Linked DNA regions of Gossypium hirsutum: region 1 is linked to region 2. Evidence: chromatin contacts called from public Hi-C data. All regions are on one chromosome and are shown on one strand. The core of a region is the stretch at or near the end of the contact, and the rest is flanking DNA. Distances in the headings are between cores, read along the strand shown.

Region 1 (2,700 bases), core at 155-2,654, 200 kb before region 2:
TACAATTGATCCCCATATTTTTTCGTTTTAAGTAATTTAATTTTTTTTCTTTTATGTTCTTTAAACTTTCCTCTTTTTTTCCATTCTCTTTTGTTTCTCCCTCTGTTTTCTTACCTTTTCCATTTCTTTTAACATATTAGGAAGTCGAATTGGCAATGAAAAAAGTAGGAAGTCGACTGTCATCATTTGCCTATAACCAAAACCCATAAACCCATACCATGCTTCTTTTTTCACTACCAATTCGACTTCCTGGTATGTTAAAAGAAATAAAGAAGGTAGAAAAACAGAGGGAGAAGTAGAAGAGAATGAAAAAAAAAGAGAAAGAAAGTTAAAAGAACATAAAAGAATTAAATTGCTCAAAACGAAAAATTATGGGGACCAATGTATAATTTAACCTAAAGTTTTTGTTTGAAATGATGATTTAACGTGCCACGTCAGCTTACCATTACACCATTAACGACAATTAACGGCTTAGTGACTAAAATGTTACAACACGATAACATAAGTACTAAAATGTAACATTTCAAACATAAGTGTCTGAAATGTAACCTAAGGTAAACAAAAGTGATCATGGGTGTAATTTACCCAAAATTAAAATATCCTCAAATAACATAACTTGTTTTAAATATGGAGGGTCATTTTTTGTAATTTCCTAATTAAGTTGGACTTGTGACGACATCAACTCAATTAGGGATTTCATTAATAGTACAGATTATTAAACAACAAATCGGTTGAATTGGTAATCGGATCAATTGGACTGGTCAAACCGAGAACTGATGATATGATCGGTTGGACCATCGATCCGATTTTGAAAATATTGTTTTAAGGGTAACACTGCCGTCAACTGCTTTCTTGTTGCTACTGGTCAGCCACCATTTCAATCCGTAACAACCTTCCTCCGCCTTCAAGAGCCAATCAAGAGTACCCAAGATAAAAGTTAGAGATGAAAAGACGAAACCAAAAAATAAAATCTGAAGAAAAATGAGAGATGAAAAGTTTAGGCGGCAAGGAAATTAGGGAAAATAAAAAAAGAGAACAAGTGGAAGGAAGTAGGCTTTGTTTTCGGCCATGGGCCTAACCATATTGGTCCTTAACAGTAATTTATAAATTAAAAGATTGGTCCAAGTTATATTTTAAGTTAGTGTTTTTTTACTAAAGTGCTTTTTTTTAAATAATTTATTATTTTATATTATTAAACAGTAAATTGATTAAACTGATTGAATCGGTCAAATAAAAAATTGATGATCTAAATGGTTCGACCACTAATCCGGTTCTAAAAACATTGTATATGAAAAGAAGTGAGGAAAAAGTAGGGAAAAATGGTTGGCCAGCGTTGATCAGAAGCAGATTCGGGCCACCATTAGTAGTCCTAAGTTCAGTCCACAATTGCACGGGGCCATTTTTGTTTCTTCTATTTTGGATCTTTTAGCCCAAAATTCCATTGGGTAACGTTGCTATTCATTTAAGTATATTGTAAGTAATTGCTTTCAAAAAAGGGTATATTGTAAGTACACCCTTAAAAAAAGTATACAGGGTATACGAATTCTTCTAATTCCAAGAGTTTAGGACCAACCATTTTTTTTCGATTTTTGAATAAAAACCAATTTTAAAGGAGATCAAAATAGCTCTTAAACAGTGAAAAAATGGAACCATTGAAGCATTTAATGGGATATGTTAAAACCTTTTTTTGGGGGGGGGGGATTAAATTCTAAGAGAGAAAGAGGATTGATTTTTGGGACAGTAAAATGAAAAAGAAAAATTAGCTCTTGGAAAGAGGATTAATTCTCTACTATACAAATGGTTATAATTTTAGGTTGAAGGGTTTGACCGCGCAAAATTTTTTTTTTTTGTAAAATAAAGAAGATGAATACAATTAGTTGTAATAAAATGATAGGCCTCAGGCTTCATGGTTAAGTAGCTTAAATATTCAGCAACTTAAGATGAAAATCACATTAGAATATATATTAAATAGAGTAAAAGTTCAACAATAATGGTAGTAGCCCAATTGGTTCCCAATTGACCTAGGTTTGAATCTTTTTTTTTTTTTTTAATTTCATAATTTTGCCAAAGACACTCCAAAATATATCTATATAATTAAGTGTCAAAATTTAATAAGAAATGGGAAATACCCTAATGGTTAAGGCCCCCCTTAAATGACCAAGGTTTGAGCCGCTTCCTCCTCCCTTTTAATTTTAATTTCAAATTTCGGCAAAAACTTAGGAAAATTGTAGGTGAAGCCCCTAGGAATTGGCCCAATTCTTTCCTAATTAGGATTCATAACTTACCCTTCCTCAAAATCCCAATAGAATTAGAATTCTACCATCTTTTTATCTTCTTTTCCTAATTAGAATTTCAATTTGCCCCTTTAGAAATCTTGATAGAATTTGCCTTCCATTTTTCTATTTATTCTCTATTTGTTTTCTTTCCATTTTATTTACACCATTTTTTATCCTAATTGTTAATAATTATTTTTGCTTTCGATATCAAATCAATCCCTAATAAATTGATTCTCTATAGATTGTTGAATTTATCGTTAATAGCCTATGTAATTCCATCAAGTTCGTTAAATGCATCTCGATCTTAAGTGTAGGACCCAAATTTCATAGCATTTCTATCCGATATTGATCTTTCAAATCAATTAGTCGATCTTTCGCAATTCTTGACGAATCTTTCATTAATATCGTTGAATCTTGATAAATC
Region 2 (2,700 bases), core at 147-2,646:
TACAAGCATTTTCAAATTTCACATAAAGCAATTTGTGGTACAACCAATCATACCATGTTGTTGGGACCTAAGGATAACCCACATTTTGAAATTTTAAATTTTATTTAAAGTATAATGGTAAGATTATATATTTTTGCACTGAATTTTTCTAAAAATGTCAATTTTTAAAAAATTATCAGATTAAATCATTTTTTGAAAATTTATATGATTAGATCGATTTTACGAAAATACTTTCAGTTGATATGTAATAAAACACTTCCACCTAAAAGAAGTTTTGACGTATTTACAGAAAAACGCTTTCAGTTTTCTTGTGAAATAAAATTTATAAAATAGATCTTTAAATATACCCCAAATATCGTTTTACTTGTTTTCTTAAACAGTATGAGATATAAGTCTGTATAAACTCTTGTTCCATTTGCAGTTTGTTCATAAACAATGAGACTTAAGATCTGTATATATAATTGTGTTATAAATTTTATTTTCACAATAACCACACCAAAAAATTAAAAATATATATATTGGGGGTACAATTAATATTTGAAAGAAAAAAAAGTGGATAACATTCTAAAAGATGTTTGTTTCTGCAGAGAAAGTAGCGCCACAGTTTGTTTCATTTGAAGCAATTAATTTGATGGTTCAGGTTTTCTAGGCCTTAAAATGGCACCCTTCACAACAAGTCCGCTTTTCCAATGGCCCCCATGTTGATAGAAGTCAAAGCAAACTTCTCCAGTTTCATCATCTTCATTATCTGGTGTATGAAAACTGCCGACATTGAGCTCCATCCATTGCCCTCTAGGCTTCTGCAAGAGGCTAACTTGCCTTTCTTGGACAATTCCATTAGGGAGGGATAGTCTGAGCTTCACTGGGAGTTCCCAACCAGATGCCCCTTTTGTCAACTTTACTTCATACACAACTTCGTATAAAGTTGCAGGGGAAAGCTCTGATATTTTCAACTTCCCTCTCACATCCAGCCAACATACATGGCTTAATTTCGCTACTTCGATGTTTTCATCACTGCAAATCATGAATCAATGGATCACTGACACCAAAAAAAAAAATCCATGAAAAGAAGAAGAGACAAAAAAATAAAATCCAACCTTGTGTCTTTAAAACTGTTCCAGATCCAGTACTCACGGCCACCCCATGTCACGTAGAGTGACCTTGCGTACAACATGAAGCATTTTTTACCAGTCTTTGCATCTTCCCAGGTTTTCTGCATGATATCAAAATATTTTTTTTGTGAATTTTTTGTTAGATTGATAAGTTAAAGATTTGAAACATACCTTTGTCTTGTGATCCAGGAAGGCCTCCTCGTTCTTGTTCTTCTTCTTGTTCTTAAACATGTTCGTTGATTATGTTATGTACCCAGACAAAACCAAAGAGTTTACACACTCGTATAAGCTTTAATTTCCTGTATTGACTTCAATCCATTCTTTTTATCTTTTTATAGTGAAACCTGAAGAACAATGTACAGGAAATGAAAAGGATGAGAGAGAAAGCATTGCAATTTCCAAGAACATCAGATGAAATTTGCTGTAAGTTTCTTTTTCCATGGAAGCGCGTCAAAACAATAAATTTTGAGCCAGAAATAATAAGTTTTTCACTTTAACACTATTTCTCTCTTGACTTTTTGACTTTAAGACTATTTCTCTCTTTTTTCCTCCTTCTAGACGGTGGAACACGTATAGTGGAAGGCCAGTTCCAAGTCCTTTTTTGCCCTGTATATGGAAAACCAGTTCAATCCGTGTCGAAGAAACTAAGAAGAAGCTTCGGAGGTATCTCTACTGTCTGAACTTGATCTATATATAGACAGAATCAGGAAACAAAGGAAATCAAATCAATTAATTCATCCTGTTTCAAGTTCCAAATGAGTTGTCAATTTTAAGGTTTTTGTTGTTGTGTAATCTTCCTGTCGTGTCATTTAATTCCAACAGAGTTTCTCTTGCTGATGAGTTTCTGTGTAATTCTTCCATGCAGCACAGCAAAAAATTTAATATGAACGAAATGAAAATAACTTTTTTGTTCATTCTTGCAGGAGTTGCGATCAATAAGACTTAATTTCAACTAGTTATGGCTGAGATAGCTTCTATTTTTGTTAGTCCTATCGTGTCCAAGCTCACTGAAACTGTTGCAACCTTGATCAACGAAGAATTTGCTGCAATCAAGGGTTCTAAGAAGGAGCTGGAAAAGCTTTCAAGCAATCTAATCACCATTGCAGCTGTGCTTGAGGATGCAGAGAAGAAGCAGATGGATGCAGCCTGTGGTCGATCTTTGAAGGTGTGGCTCTCAAAGCTCAAAGATATTGCTTTTGATGTAGAGGACATATTAGACACTTTTGCAACGGAAGCTCACCTCTCCAAGGTACGCAGAATCCCATTTCGAATCCGTATGGCACCTGAAATCAAACAAATTTTAACAAAATTTGACTTGATTGCTGAAGAGAAGAGCAATTTCGGTCTCAGTGTAAGTACTGATGCTGCAAGGTCTGATTCCCAAAGTCAAAACCACTTTCCACTCACCAATTCCTTCGTAGACACAACCGATGTGTTAGGTAGGGATTCTGATAAAGATAAACTAATAGATCAGATGCTATCAAATGAAAGTGATAGTAGGGAAGGTGATGTTTCTGTCATTCCCATCACTGGGATGGGAGGCCTAGGCAAAACAACTCTTGCTCAACTCATCTTCAATAATGAACGA

Evidence for each region. Hi-C and Micro-C count contacts between places; a contact is called where the count stands out from the background.
Region 1: a Hi-C map of leaf shows a contact between it and region 2, with 2.2 times the contacts expected there. The contact joins the enhancer-like site here to the promoter of LOC107946518 in region 2. A contact is called at or near these places in 3 of 34 Hi-C or Micro-C datasets (all in leaf).

Annotation. Positions count from the first base shown.
Region 1 is chrD12:53,046,760-53,049,459 of Gossypium_hirsutum_v2.1, reverse strand. No RefSeq gene overlaps it. Among protein-coding and RNA genes, the nearest start is that of LOC121224229, 8.6 kb to the left of the region's middle. Within about 2 kb of position 1,404, at least 2 of the 9 cell types and tissues checked have an H3K27ac peak or open chromatin away from gene starts, as enhancers often do. A contact at or near this core is called in leaf, where this site is marked.
Region 2 is chrD12:52,842,418-52,845,117 of Gossypium_hirsutum_v2.1, reverse strand. LOC107946518 (putative disease resistance protein RGA3) reads left to right here and starts at 1,396. Exons shown (of 4, transcript XM_041107088.1): 1 at 1,396-1,535; 2 at 1,671-1,775; 3 at 2,036-2,700. The coding sequence starts at 2,071. LOC107946519 (lectin) reads right to left here and starts at 1,426. Exons shown (of 3, transcript XM_016880892.2): 1 at 1,284-1,426; 2 at 1,098-1,213; 3 at 451-1,014. The coding sequence starts at 1,343. The coding sequence ends at 624.